Regions from separate parts of the Pan troglodytes genome. Here region 2 is linked to region 1. The links are chromatin contacts, called in public Hi-C maps. All regions are on one chromosome and are shown on one strand. The core of a region is the stretch at or near the end of the contact, and the rest is flanking DNA. Distances in the headings are between cores, read along the strand shown.

Evidence for each region. A called contact is a pair of places that touch in the nucleus more often than the background predicts.
Region 2: a contact with region 1 is called in a Hi-C map of stem cell-derived neural progenitor cells, with 2.3 times the contacts expected there. The contact joins the enhancer-like site here to the promoter of GALNT17 in region 1. A contact is called at or near these places in 1 of 7 Hi-C or Micro-C datasets (stem cell-derived neural progenitor cells) and 1 of 1 datasets of contacts at active chromatin or transcription factors (stem cell-derived excitatory neurons).

Annotation. Positions count from the first base shown.
Region 1 is chr6:79,750,473-79,758,015 of NHGRI_mPanTro3-v2.0_pri, forward strand. It overlaps GALNT17 (polypeptide N-acetylgalactosaminyltransferase 17), which reads left to right and starts at 4,960. Exons shown (of 11, transcript XM_016957563.4): 1 at 4,960-5,681. The coding sequence starts at 5,444.
Region 2 is chr6:80,252,881-80,260,423 of NHGRI_mPanTro3-v2.0_pri, forward strand. The region is part of intron 6 of GALNT17 (polypeptide N-acetylgalactosaminyltransferase 17); the gene reads left to right. Among named protein-coding and RNA genes, the nearest start is that of GALNT17, 500 kb to the left of the region's middle. Within about 2 kb of position 5,016, at least 8 of the 24 cell types and tissues checked have an H3K27ac peak or open chromatin away from gene starts, as enhancers often do. A contact at or near this core is called in stem cell-derived neural progenitor cells, where this site is marked.

The sequences.
Region 1 (7,543 bases), core at 3,710-6,209:
TTTCACCATGTTAGCCAGACTGGTCTCGAACTCCTGACCTCAGGTGATCTGCCCACCTTGGCCTCTCAAAGTGCTGGGATTTCAGGCGTAAGCCACCTCGCTCAGCCCCTAGAAGCTTTTCTTTTCTTTCCTCTGCCTGCCTTTGAGTTTCTACCACATGCAAGGAATGATGGCTGACTCCCTTGCAATAGCAAGCTCAGAATAGACAGCCTTTGCTTGTCCTCACTTGGGTGGTCTTTGTTTATTTCCATGGTGCTTATTAGATGCCTAGCACTGAGCTAAGCAATTTACACATATTAGCTCATTTATGCTTGCAACTTCAAGAGGTAATATTATGGATATTATTCCTGTTTGACAGCTAGAAAAATAAAAATGGGTAATGCCCAGAGAAGTGAGGTAATTTGCTCAAGGTCACACAGCAGATTCAATGGTGAGGCTAGGCTGATGCATGTACAATGCCTGACACACAATACCTAGGCACTGAGCACAGTCAGCACAGCTTGGTCTCTCCCTGTTTACTTATCTCCCGTGTAAGCTCCCCACCACTGCTACACTGTGAATTCTTGAAGCGGGGTGGTAGATTCATGTCTTTTTGTTTCCTCCTTTAAAAAATCTGTAGCTGGGCGCGGTGGCTCACTCCTGTAATCTCAGCACTTTGGGAGGCTGAGGTGGGCAAATCACCTGAGGTCAGGAGTTCAAGACCAGCCTGACCAACATGGAGAAACCCTGTCTCTACTAAAAAAAATACAAAAATTAGCCTGGTGTGGTGGCATGTGCCTGTAATCTCAGCCACTCGGGATGCTGAGACAGAAGAATCGCTTGAACCTGGGAGGCGGAGGTTGTGGTGAGCCGAGATCATGCCATTGCACTCCAGCCTGGGCGACAAGAGAGAAACTCCGTCCAAAAAACAAAACAAAACAAAATAAAAAACACCCTGCAGGTAGGAGGCCATAATCCTAAGAGGATTAACGCAGGAACAGAAAACCAATTACTGCATGTTTTCACTTATAAGCGGGCGCTAGACACTGAGTATGTGTGGACATCAAGATGGGGACAATGGACACTGGGGCTACTACAAGGGGGGTGGGGGGGAAATGGATTGAAAAACTACCAGCCGGGCACAGTGGCTCACTCTTGTAATCTCAGCACTTTGGGAGGCCGAGGCAGGCAGATCACCTGAGGTCAGAAGTTCGAGACCTTCCTGGCCAACATGGCGAAACCCCATCTCTATTAAAAATGCAAAAATTAGCCAGGCGTGGTGGCCCTGCCTGTAATCCCAGCTACTTGGGAGGCTGAGGCAGGAGAATCGGTTGAACCCAGGAGGTGGAGGTTGCAGTGAACCCAGATCGTGCCACTGCACTCCAGCCTGGGCAACAGCAAGACTCCTCTCAAAAAAAAAGAAAGAAAGAAAGAAAGAAAGAAAACTACCTATTGGTTCTATTGGTTACTATGCTCATTAGTATCTGGGTGACAGAATCCGTACCCCAAACCTTAGCATCACACAATATACTCATGTAACAAACCTGCACGTATACCCTCTGTATCTAAAATGAAAGTTGAAATTATAACAACCAAAACTCCAGTATCTTTTGCAATGCTCAGGGTTTTATGAGAGTGAAGGCTTTGCCTCGCCAATTCTAGCAAGAGTAAATGAGTTGGCCAAACCTCTGTAGAGAGATGAGTCCCTGGTTTCCCTTGGCGAAACTCCAAGTATTTTAACTCCTGTAATGGACTCAGATGAGATGCGATACATTTTTAACAGACAAACAAAGGGGACAGAGTCATGTCAAAGGCATATGTTATTTGAACCATGGTTGAGTGAAAAATGTATTTGAAATAAAAAATCCTTGCACAGAAATACCATTGGTATCTTTCCTTTCAGTTTGCTCAACCAACCAACCAAAGAAACTCTTTTGATAAAGCTTTTGTAGTTAAACTGAGTTTTATGACTGGGAACGGTTTTGGGTGCCATCCAAGATAAATTTCTTCTTTTAAAGTCAAGAACAGATTTATTCTTTGGTGACCGAAATGGGACTGGAACCCAGACCTTATGGCAAGCAGACCACACAGCCACTGAAGTGTAGTTTTGTTGGTTTCAGAAGCAGCTGGTATATAATAAACGTTTAGTTGATTATGTTTTTGCATATATAACGTGCTAGGCAGGTCCTTAAACTTTTAGGGTCATTGACTATGTTGAGAATCTGATGAAACTTACAGGTCTTTTCCCCAGAAAAATGTCTATGTAACATGCAGATACATTTTTTCATCTGATTGAGAGCTATTCATGAACTCCTGAAGTCTAGCTAGGGTGTCTCTAGGGAGAGGAGCTGGCTAGGGACATGGAATAGTGCTTTTGAGTAGAATCGAAGGCCCACGTAAGGTTAGACACCACCAATTGGAAATGCCTGCAGGCTTTGAGATGATGTGGTTTTTCCCTGGGTACACTTGCTCTTGCCTTTGTCCTTGGGTTGAGAAAGAAGAAGGTGAAATTGATTCAGAGTTGGGGATTGCTAGGCTGGGGCAGTGGAAAAATATGATATACATGTGCATGATCCTTAATAGCAGGCGCTATTAGGAATGTGTTTGAAATAAATGAGTAACCATGAACTCCAGGAAGAGGAGGGAAGGAACTCCAGAGGGGATAGAGAGGCATGGACACCTGGGAAGGAGAAGGAAGTTGTTGGCTGGAGAATATGTTTGTTTGGAGTTGAGAATGGGAGAGGTAAAAAGCTAGGGAACAGTAATAACAGGCTGGGATTTTAGTGCAGGATTGCAGGAGTGGAAGGCTCCTCTGTGAATACAGGGTTCAGGATGAGGCCATGACAGTGGGTCACTCATTGAGTAGTGTCCAGTGTCATTTTTGAACACAGAAGCTGCCCAGAATGCGTGCAGGAGCTGAGAGGAGGCTCCTGGAGGATGCATGATAAAGCCAAAAGTTAATTTGCATCAGGGACCTCTCTGGCTTTAGAGAAAGCACAAAAATCTCTCTGAAATTGAAATTTGCCTGGAAACTTCTCAATTACTCTGAGGCTGTTTCCTCTACTTTGTTTCCTGTCTCCCACTCCCAAATATGCACACACTTGAGAGTCAGCCTCAAGCACATACTTAGAGCCACTTACTGCTGCTCGGGCACCCTAGCCCAATGCCTCAGCCTCCCTGGCTTCAGTCCTGCGGCTGAGTGAATGCTCAAAAATTATTTTTGCAGAAGCTTCCATTGATTGTGCTAGCTCCATCGGTAGTGTGGTTATAATAACACCCAACTCAACTGGATACTCCATGAGATGCTCAGTAACCCAAGTTTCTTCCCACACAGCCTCTCTCTTGCCTAACATGTGTGGCTAAAAATCATCCCTTGTGCCTTTTTAACTGTTTTGTGTCCACTTTCAGGTAGATTATACAAAGCATGCGCCCTGAGGACCCGATTGCACCCAGGCAGAGAATTCCAAGCGAATGAAATAAAAAGACTATTTTTTTGCATATACATTTCTATGTTAAAAATCAAAACTTAATACACAGGCAAAAACAAAACAAGAAACCAAGCCCCAGAAAAAACCAAAACAACCGCAAAAACAAAAACAAAAACTTTAATGAGATCAAAATGATGAGGGGAAAACGACCAGCTCCGTTTAGCTTTGCTGCCTGATTTTTATTAGTTGGCGGCCTGATTTCTATTTTAGACCCAAGGAATTAAATGGATCAACGGGGAGGGGGGGGGGCGTTGAATTCCAGTATTTCGAGTTCCTGGGTTTTGGGAAGAGGAAGAGGTAGTGGAAAACCAGGAGCCAAATGAATATGCTTCTTATAATAAAATTTGAACAGAGCAGTGGGTGGGCCTAGAAGCAGTGAATGGGTAGGTTAGAATTCTCGCACGCAGAGAACCCCCTCAAGCCCGCTCACGCCCGGCCTGGCTCCGAAAGTCTCAGAATCCGAGCCTCCAGGCCAGATTTTCCCTCTAGCCATTCCTGGCCACGCAGCGCGGAGCCGCGAGCACACAGAAAAGGATGTCTTCATCGCCAACCGGGATGGAACGAACCCGCCCGCTCGGGGAGTACTGAGAACTAAAGGGTCCCTCCAGCGCCGGCCGCAGCCAGCATGCCTTGACTGCCTCCATCCCGCGCGGTCCCCACTCTCCAGAAGCCCCCGCCCTGCCCGGGTGCGCGCGCACGAGTCGGCGAGACGGGGAGCTGTGCGCTCGGCAGCCTGCGGGAGGCGGCGGCGGCCGACAGCCTCTCGGGGACAGGGTGGCGAAGAGCGGCGGAGGAGGAGCTGGCGCCGCCGCCGCTCCCCTCGGACCGCGCCCCGCCCTCCGCCGCCACCTGCGCGTCCCCTCCGGGCTCCTCAGCTCCGGGGCTGTGTGGCTCTCGGTGCCGCAGCGGCGGTGTCACCGCGTCCGCCAATTGGGAGACTCGGCGTTTGGCTCCCGGGGGCGCGGGACGAGCCGCGCGGCCGGATCTGGCGAGCGGAGGGTGATTCGGCGCGCGTACCTCCCCGCTGCGCTGCCCGCGACGTTTTGGGAGGGGGTAGAGAACTGCTGTGACTTTTGAGGTCCGACTCCTTCCGGCCAGCCTCGCGACGCGCCAGCTCCGAGACAGGCCGGTGTGCCCTGAAGGCCCCGAAGGCTCTCGGCGCGGTTTGGGGGCTTGGAACGTGTCCGGGAGCCGGCGGCGCTGTGCGCGCTGGTGAGTTTGCCGGCGGGGTGGGGTGGACCCCGCGCGGGGGGCGGAGAGGACGTAGCGCTCGGCCCGGCGCCCGCCCCCTAGTGCTGCTCCCACTTTGAGAGTAATTGAGACTTGAGCGTGACTGCGGAGCCTGGAGGATGCGGGCGCCCCGAGCGGGCTTCCCCTCTGCCCGGAGCGATGGAGCGGGTCGGTGAGCGGAACAAAGGCGCCCGCCCGGGGGAGCGGGTCTTCCGCTGAAGAGCGCGGGTGGCGCGCCGCGACGGCCGCCTGCGGGCCAGGGTGGAGGCTGTGCGGCCCCAGGCGCAGCGCGCTCCGCCGTGGGCGGGCGGCGATCCCTGAGCCCGGCACCTGCGCGCCGCTCCCTCTGCGCCTCCCGGGCAGCCCCGCCTGCCGGCCTCGGAGTCCGCGGCGCCGGCGGCTAGAGGTCCAGAGGCGAACCACTTGCTGGTGCAGAAGAGAAACCCCCAAGTTCCTGGCCTTTCGCGGAGACGCCTGGAAGGGGTCGTGCGCCGTGGACTGATCAGGCGTCTCGGGGAGCACTTCTGCAGAGCGAGGACTTCCATGTGAGCGATTCCGTTCTCCCCACCACCAACCCGACCTCCCAGCCGTCTCCGCCGCCCGAGCATCCTTGAGGTGGGACGAGCAGGGGCTTGGATCCCTGCCGGCCGTCTGGTGTGTGAGGCTTGCACGGCCCCTGGCTGCCCCGCGCCTCGCCGGAGCCCGAGGGGGCGCGGGTCCGGGGCGAGGGCCGGCCGGGCTGTTTGATGGCTTCACTGAGAAGAGTCAAAGTGCTGTTGGTGTTGAACTTGATCGCGGTAGCTGGCTTCGTGCTCTTCCTGGCCAAGTGCCGGCCCATCGCGGTGCGCAGCGGAGACGCCTTCCACGAGATCCGGCCGCGCGCCGAGGTGGCCAACCTCAGCGCGCACAGCGCCAGCCCCATCCAGGATGCGGTCTTGAAGCGCCTGTCGCTGCTGGAGGACATCGTGTACCGGCAGCTGAATGGTAAGGACGCACGCCGGCGCCTCCGGGGCTCGGCGCGGACGGGCCAGGCACAGGGTGAGCCCCAGGGTCCCTGCGCGCTGCGTCCTGTGCCTGGGAGCCGGCACATCCTGGCTCCCGCGCGCTCCTTCTTACCCTTCCTGCCCCGTTTCGGGCAGATGGCCGGGGCTGCTGGAAAGAACAACTTGCCTGATTCTTTTCTGTGCCCCACCTGCAAATTTGGTTTTATCCTGGAAACATGTCAGTACAGTTGGCTCCCGGTCCCCGCGTGCGGACTGGAAATCATTCCCTGGCGACTCCAGCCCGAGCGCAGAAACTAGTGGAGCGGCCAAATGGGACTGGAGGCGCGCGGGCAGACGTGTAGGAGGAAAATAGTGTTAGAGCCCAGCGTTTGGTGTGGTACCAGTAGGGAGCCTGGGAGATTGGAGGGCTTAGATGTCTGCAGACAAAGTCAAGGCCCCAGGTCGCGGAGCTAATGCGCTTAGGTAGTATATGGGAGGAATATGTCATCTGTCTATGAGGCGAGCTGCTCAGCTAAGAATGAGGACTCCTCCCTTCCTGCCGCCTGTGTTTCTCCTTGGGGGCTGCGGAGGGGCGATTGTTAAAGCTCAGGGTGGGCCTGCGAAGTTTCCAGAATGTAGCAAAGAGAGATGTGGCATCCCATTAGTGACAATTGTCAGAATCTGTCCCATCTAAAATGTTGTGCTCAGTACTTCAGGAGAAGAGGGAGACTTTTTATGTGCTCTCGTCACACCTGGGCCAGGTCATTGGACACTAGCTGTCCCCAACCTCAGAGTGAGTGTTACCTACCTGAGTACAGGCAGGTTTCCAGGATGCGTGGGGTTATCCAAGGCAGATACGTACTTAGGTACAGACTACCTCCTCCCTTTCTGAGCTTGTAACTCATGTTCTCAAACGAACTGCAGATAATCAGGAAGATCGTGATAATAATAACTGATGGAATTCTTGCTCTGTGCCAGATGCGTGCAAAGACATTACAAGTACATTATCTCACTGTATGTTCACATCTGTCCAGCGAGGCTCCACCCATCCCCAGAGGGGAAATGAGAAGACTAAGCGAGGGGAGGTTAACTAAGTTGCCCTGTGTTAAATAAGATATAACTGCGCCTCAAACCTCTGTAATCGGAATAATAGTAGAGTTTGGAATCAGAACCCTGTGTCTGGTTGACCACAGAGCCTGTGCGCTTGACCTCTTAGGCACAAACTTCTATCCATGGTTTTCCCCTAAGTGAAAGGAGTATTAGGTTTGTTGAAAACAGAAATATGTGGAATTGCAAATACAGACATATACCTTCTCACATTGGAGGATCTCAACTGTCTTCACTGTGGTGGCAAGGGGCAGGGAGAAGGAGGATGGCAAATGGTTCTTTTCAGGCTCACCAAAGATCCCTGCTGGGTACTGGGGGAGGGATGGGATGGAGGGAGAGGGGTGGTCAGATCTCTGAGCAGGTGAAAGGAAGCTGCGGTCTTCTCGAAGCCATTTGACAGATATCCAGGGGATGCCTTGAACTTGCAGGGTATATGGGCTGACTGTCAGGGTAGCCCACGGAAGTAATGCAGAAGCTCTTCTCTCAGATGTCAGAAATATGGCACAGAATGCGACAAAAACCCATAGTTCATTTCTGTAGGAATCAGAAACTTACGGGGTGGCCTTATAATTTGGGATAGATTCCTGCCGTAGACATATCCATAGGAACTTCAAAGGATAACCTGGTTTCCCTCATCAGGCTTTTCTCAGGGACACAGGTTATTTTAGTATCAGTTTCTTTATGTTTTTTTTTTTTTCTTTTTTTTTTGAGACAGGGTCTTCTCGCTCTGTCACCCTGGCTGGAGTGCAGTGGTGC
Region 2 (7,543 bases), core at 3,766-6,265, 500 kb after region 1:
CTCACTGCACCCTCTGCCTCCTGGGCTCAAGCAATTATCCTGCCCCAGCCTCCCGAGTAACTGGGATTACAGGCATGTACCACCACGCCCAGCTAATTTTTGTATTATTAGCAGAGACGGGGTTTCACCGTGTTGGCTATGCTGGTCTCTAACTCGTGACCTCAGGTGATCCGCCCGCCTTGGCCTCCGAAAGTTCTGGGATTACAGGCCTGAGCCACCATGCCCAGCCAATGTTTTTAAAGCTTATTCAGAATTGGCCAGGTGCGGTGGCTTACGCCTGTAATTCCAGCACTTTGGGAGGCTGAGGCAGGTGAATCACTTGAGGTCAGGAGTTCGAGACCAGCCTGGCCAACATGGTGAAACCGCGTCTCTACTCATAATACAAAAAATTAGCCAGGTGTGGTGGCAAACGCCTGTAATCCCAGCTACTCAGGAGGCTGAGGCACGAGAATCGCTTGAACCCAGGAGGCAGAGGTTGCAGTGAGCCCAGATCGTGCCACTGTACTCCAGCCTGGATGACAGCGAGACTCTGTCTCAAAAAGTAAAAATTAAAATTAAAAAAAAAGCTTACCATTTGCATCTGAACCACTGTTCGGACTGTTTTTGGATGGGGAGTAGTCCATGGGCCACGCCCCTATCTGGGGGCACTGAGTGTAGAGAAGCAGGGCCTAGAAGAGGGGTCTAGAAGGGCCAAGAGGAGTTGGCTGGTGGAGAAGAAGGAAGGATTGTTTCAGAGAGAGGACCCTAGCAGAGGCACCAAGCAGGAAGTGCATGGCACCTGTGGAGTGGCCAGTGGCAAGTTAGGGTTCTAGCAGAGAGTGAGGGGGCTGAGGAAGAGGGGAGGCCAGGCAGGAGGACAGATCAAGCTGCTCCAGCCAGGAGCCAGCCCACAATCTTGCGGGCTGCATTCACACCGTGTTCTGTTAATAACCAAGTGGAGCTTCATGCTTTGAGGTCATTGAGAATCTGATGACATCTACCTATGCACCCTGTCCTGAAGACATTACAAACTCAGAACATCATCTAACAATCTTGGGAGCTGGTTTTGGGATCCCCTAAAGCTTATCTAAAATCTCTAGGTTCGTTTTTATTTTTATTTTCAGTTGTATTTTGAGACAGGGTCTCGCTTTGTCACCCAGGCTCAAGTGTGATCATGGCTCACTGTACCCTCAAATTCCTGGGCTCAAACAATCTTCCCACCTCAGCCTCTTGAGTAGCGGGGACTGTGGGCACTTGTCCCAACTAATTATTTATTTATTTTTGGAGAATTGGGAGTTGGGAGGTCTTGCTATGCTGCCCATACTAGTCTTGAACTCCAGGCCTCAAGCAATCCCCCTGCCTCAGCTTCCCAAGTAGCTGGGACAGCAGGCATAAGCCACCATGCCTGAATTATATTTTTAAACTTTTTATAGAGAGGCAGTCTTGCTGTATTTCCCAGGCTGGCCTCTAACTCCTGAACTCAAGCAGTCCTCCCATTTTGGCCTCCCAAAGGGCTGGGATTATAGGTGTGAGCCACTACACCAGGCCAAAGTCACCAGGTTCACAATACCACCTAAACAGCCCTTTCTTCAGATACCTGAAAAGATGCTCTTACAAGGACCATTAAGGCTCAAGATAAGGAACAGCCTTCCCTTGGCAAAGCTCCCATGCCAAAAAAGCCAAGGATAAACTCAGAACATCCAGTCTGGATGAAGGTCTCAGCATTGCCCTAACACACCCATAAGGCCCCCAGTGCACTGATCCCCTCCTCCTTTCCTTGACCTCTTTTTGTCTGGCTGACTCTGCATTTCTATCTCTTTTCATGGACCCTAATGAGTTTCACCGGGTAGCTATGGTGGCCAAGGACACCCAGAACCGGAATTTCATTGATGCTTGTTAGGATTGATACCCATTTAGTGGACAATCTCATCAATGTTTGCATGGAATGTAAAAATCAGCCAGCAAATGGAAACATACCCAGAGAGGCAGCTGGTGTAATTGGCCCTCACAAACACATGAGAAGTGCTCTTCTAAAAATACCAGGGCACCTCATACTGAAAGGCAGGCCAGAGACTGAATTCAGCAAGAGCTGAAAACAGCCAGGACAAAGTGTTTGGATCTTCCAGTGCAATCCGGAAATCATGGAGCTTGATATTGAGGACCCAAGGGAGAAGTGCCATTTCAGATTTAAAGAAAATAAGCAAATTTGAGATAGGCCACGTCGTTAGAATACTACCCAAGAATAGTATGTGTTGATGCTGATAAATTAGGGTACAGGTACTTCAATTCATTTATTCATTCAGTTGTTCAATGAGCACTTACTGGGTACCAGGCCCTATTATGGCCCTGGGAATGCAGGAAGGAACAGAACAGATACAATTCCTGCCTGTTGCAGTGGACAATGAGCAAATAAATACATAATTTGGAGAAAGGAGAGAGAGATTGGAAGGCAGAGGGGAGATTGTTTTGCATTCTGTAGCCAGGGAACATTGTGGTGTAAGGAAGTGTTTAAGTAGTAAATCTTTTATTTTTATTTTTACTTTTTTTTTTTTTTCTTGAGACAATTGCCCTGTTGCCCAGGCTGGAGTGCAGTGGTATGATCATAGCTCACTGTAGCCTCAACCTCCTGGGCTCAAGCGATCCTCCCATTTCTACCTCCTGAGTAGCTGGTACTGATGGACATGCACGACCACACCCAGCTAATTTTTAATATTTTTTAGAGAGGTCTCACTATGTTGCCCAGGCTGGTCTGGAATTCCTGGGCTTCAGCGATCACCCCTTATTGGCCTCCCAAAGCACTGGGATTAGGTGTGAGCCACCATGCCCAGACTCAGTAGTAAATCTGAATGAAGTAAGGGAACAAGTCTTGTGGGCTTCTGGAGGAAGAATATTCCATGTGGGAAGGATGGGAAATTCAACAGCCCTTCAACAAGAACAAGCTTGGTCCAGTTGAGGAAGAGCAAGGAGGCCACTGTGGCCGGAGTGGCATCAGCAAAGGTGAGAGTGAGAGGAGATAAGGGAAGGAAGGAGGAGGATGAACCATTTGCCATCATGTAGATCTTGGTGTGTACTCTGAGTAGAATGGGAGCCATGGGAGGGTTTTGAGCTGAGGTGCAATATTGGGATGGTTAATTTCATAGGTAAATTTCACTGGTCGCAGGGTGCCCGGATTAAATATTAATTCTGCACGTGTCTGTGCTGGTGTTTTCAGAAGAGATTAGCATTTGAATGGGTGAACTCGCCCAGCTGAGTTATTCTTTTTTTGTGTGTGTAGAGACAGGGGTCTTGCTCTGTTGCCCAGGCTGGTCTCAAACTCCTGGCCTCAAGCAATTCTCTGGCCTTGTTCACCCAAAATGCTGGGATGACAGGTGTGAGCCACTGCATCCAGCCCTTTAAAGAAGTCTTTAAAGGACCTGAAGATGTTTAGTCTAAAAAAAAAAAAAGAAAAAGAAAAAAGACTGGGGCTAAGAGAGCCCTTTCTTCAGATACCTGAAAAGATGCTCTTACAAGGACCATTAAGGCTCAAGATAAGGAACAGCCTTGTGTCCGGCCAAGCTTTTCCACTGTGGAGCAGGCTGCTTTTCCACTGTGAGCTTTTGTCCCTGGAAGCAAGGCCCTGGGGGACCACCTGCAGGGTGCGGGGAGCACTGAGATCTGCCTGCCCTATTTCAGGTTGTCCATGCATGCATTCATTCCTGTGATATGGATGGGATTCCCATTGCCCGGTGTTGGGGTTCAAATATTACACAAGATCCAGCCCTAGCCCTCAAAGAAAGGAGAAGGCAGTAGGTGCTCTGATGGGGTGAGAGTGTCCATGAGGGGCCTTGTTCTGACTTGGGTGAGTAGAGTGATATCTACGACCAAGCTCAAAAGCACAAGCACTTTCAGCCGAGCTGAATACATCTAATGCATCTGTGGGTCTGTGTGTGTTGGGGACAAGGATGAGGAGAGAATCTGGGACCATGCTAGACATGGATGGAAAATACAACCAGAATGTAGCAAGTGAGAAGGGCTGGTGGAAACTCCTTCTCTCAGGGCCCAGACCAGGGGGAGGATTGTGAGCCTGGGGAGTCTGTCTTTATTTCAACTTCTGACATTTTGCTCACCGTCGATTTTCTGCATGATTTTGGATTTATTAAACATTGCATCAAAATACTATTTATCTTGGCCAGGCATGGTGGTTCATGCCCGTAATCCCAGCATTTTGGGAGGTCGAGGTGGGTGAATCACTTGAGGCCAGGAGTTCGAGATCAGCATGGCCAACATAGCAAAACCCTGTCTCTACTAAAAATACAAAAACTAGTTGGGCATGGTGGCACACGCCTGTAATCCCAGCTACTTGGGAAGCTGAGGCATGAGAATCGCTTGAACCCGGGAGTGGGAGGTTGCAGTGAGCCAACATCGCACCACTGCACTCCAGCCTGGGCGACAGAGTGAGACTCTGTCTCAAAAAAAAAAAAAAAGGTTGATTATTGATTATTTAGTTCTAGGGGGTGCTTAAATGTGGTTCACAGAGAATGGCACTGGGAAGGTGTCAGTGAAGAAAACATAGTCCCTGCCATTCTCACTCGCCATGTCCCAGGCACAGCCCGGCTGTGGGTTGGGAAGGTTTCCCAATATGGAACACTCTAGTGCAATGTGGGGAGTTTGCATCATAAAATCATAGGATGGGGCTTCAAATCATGGCCTGCCTAACCTGACCCCCTGCAAAGGGGCAGACTGAGGCTACGCAGTTTGTCCTGGGGGCCGGGATAGCTCTCCTGTCGGCTGATGGCTTGGGGAGGATTCTCCCGAAGTCCTTCTTATTCAGAAGCAAACTTCTTTTACCAGGCAGGGAGTGTTAAAGGGAAATGTGGCCGAGGAAATGAATGCGGCTGTCAGTATTTACCGGCTCATTATTTATTTATTTATGTAGGGGATTTCTGTTCTCTCTGCTAATCTTCATATAACATGCCTCATTGCCCTCTGAGGGCCCCGAGAGGATCCTCGCAGCATTTATAGGGTGGAATTTGTTCTTGAAGCTCTGTTTCTGGTTGCTCATTCCTCGCTTCCTTGCAAATACCAGAGAGGAAATGAGTCATCTCAGAGACAAGCCTCTCACTCATTCCTACCAGCTGCTGGCAAATCCAAGGCGTAATTGGCATTTGCAGGTAGGGTCCAAAGGAAAAAGCACATTTTTTTGTTTCAGTTTGAAGTCATGTGCTCAGCGACATCAAGCATTGAGAAGGGAGCCAGCCCCGGGCAAGGCAGAGACAAAGGGGGTTGGGGAGCTTGGGTGGAGGGCCCAAGGGCCCAGCCCGTGCCCACACACATGGTGTGACTGGCCTCCTGTCTATTAAACTCTCTCTACTACAATACTGTGGTCTTTCTTTATGCAGTGGGCAGGAAGAACCCCTCGGGCAGTGACATCTCTCAAATATTGTACATTGTATTCAACAGATAATCTTGCAACCCTCACCCCCCTCCTTCCCTCCCGCTTTTTGGAGTCTCCAGTGTCTATTACTTCCATCTTTCTGTCCATGTAGAATTTAGACCTCCTAAGGGCCATGTGGAGCCACTGAAGATGGGGAGTGCCATGGTCAGATTTGCACTTTTGGGGGGTCCGTTTGTTGACAAAAAGAGTCAAACTCTGTAAAATATTTGAAGAGATTTATTCTGAGCCGAATGTGAGTGACCATCGCCTGGGACACAGCCCTCAGGAAGTCCTGGGAACTTGTGCCCAAGGTGGTTGGGGCGCAGCTTGGTTTTATGCATTTTAGGGAGACATGAGACATCAATCAAATACATTTAAGAAATATAAGCTGGGCACGGTGGCTCACACCTGTAATCCCAGCACTTCGGGAGGCTGAGGCGGGCAGATCACCTGAGGTCAGGACCTCGAGACCAGCCTGACCAACATGGTGAAACTCTGTCTCTACTAAAAATACAAAAATTAGCCATGCGTGGTGGCCAGTACCTGTAGTCCCAGCTGCACGAGAGGCTGAGCCAGGAGAATTGCTTGAACCTGGGAGGCGGAGGTTGCAGTGAGCCGAGGTGGTACTACTGCACTCCAGCCTGGGCGACGGAGCGAGACTCCATCTCAAAAAAAAAAAAAAAAGAAAAAAGAAAAAGAAAAAAAGAAATACATTGGTTTGGTCCAGGAAGGCTGGACAACTCGAAGCGGGGGGTTTCCAGCTTATAGGTCGATTAAAAATTTTGCTGGTTGACAATTGGCTGAGTTTATCTGAAGACCTGGGATCCGTAAAAAGGAATGCCAGCCGGGCATGATGACTCACGCTTGTAATCCCAGCACTTTGGGAGGCCAAGGCGGGTGGATCATGAGGTCAGGAGTTCAAGACCAGCCTGGCCAACACAGTGAAACCCCGTCTCTACTAAAAGTACATAAATTAGCTGGGCATGGTGGCAGGCGCCTGTAATCCCAGCTACTCAGGAGGCTGAGGCAGGAGAATTGCTTGAACCCGGGAGGCAGAGGTTGCAGTGAGCCGAGATCTCGCCACTGCACTCCAGCCTGGGTGACAGAGTGAGACTCCGTCTCAAAAAAAAAAAGAGGAATGCCCGGGTTCAGATAAACGATTATGGAGACCCAAGTTCTTATTTGCAGAGGAAGCTTTTAGGTACTAGGCTTTAGAGAAAAGAGGTTGTAAAATGTTTCTTACCAGACTTAAAGTCTGTATTGATGTTAATGCTGGAGAGATATCATGAGGCCTGTCTGACCCCCACTTCCCATCATGGCCTGAAACAGTCTCTCGGGTTAAATTTTAAAATAGCCGTGGCTAAGGAGGAAGTATATTCGGATGGTTGAGGGGCCTTAGAATTTCATTTTTGTTTACACATTATATTTGTATGTATTTATGGGGTACATGGGAAATTTTGTTACCTGCATAGAATGTGTAATTGTTACCAGAAAGGGGTCCTGATCCAGACCCCAAGAGAAGGTTCTTGGATCTCATGAAAGAAAGAATTCAGGGCAAGTCCATAGAGTAAAGTGAAAGCAAGTTTATTAAAGGAATAAAGAATGGTTACTCCATAGGCAGGGCTGCTGGTTGCCCATTTTTATGGTTATTTCTTGATGATATGCTAAACAAGAGGTGGATTATTCATGCCACCCCTTTTTAGACCATATAGGGTAACTTCCTGACGTTGCCATGGCATTTGTAAACTGTCATGGCGCCGGTGGGAGTGTAGCAGTAAGGATGACCAGAGGTCACTCTCGTCACCATCTTGGTTTTGGTGTGTTTTGGCTGGCTTCTTTACTGCAACCTGTTTTATCAGCAAGGTCTTCATGACCTGTATCTTGTGCCAACCTCCTATCTCATCCTGTGACTAAGAATGCCTCAACCTCCTGGGAAGGCAGCCCAGTGGGTCTCAGCCTTATTTTACCCAGCCCCTATTCAAGATGGAGTCACTCTGGTTCAAACGCCTCTGACATAATGATCAAGTCAGGCCATTTGGGGTATATCCATCATCTGAGTATTTATCTTTTCTATGTATTGGGTACATTTCAAGTTCTTTCTTCCAGATATTTTGAAATGTGCAATACATTGTTGTTCACTATACTCTGTGC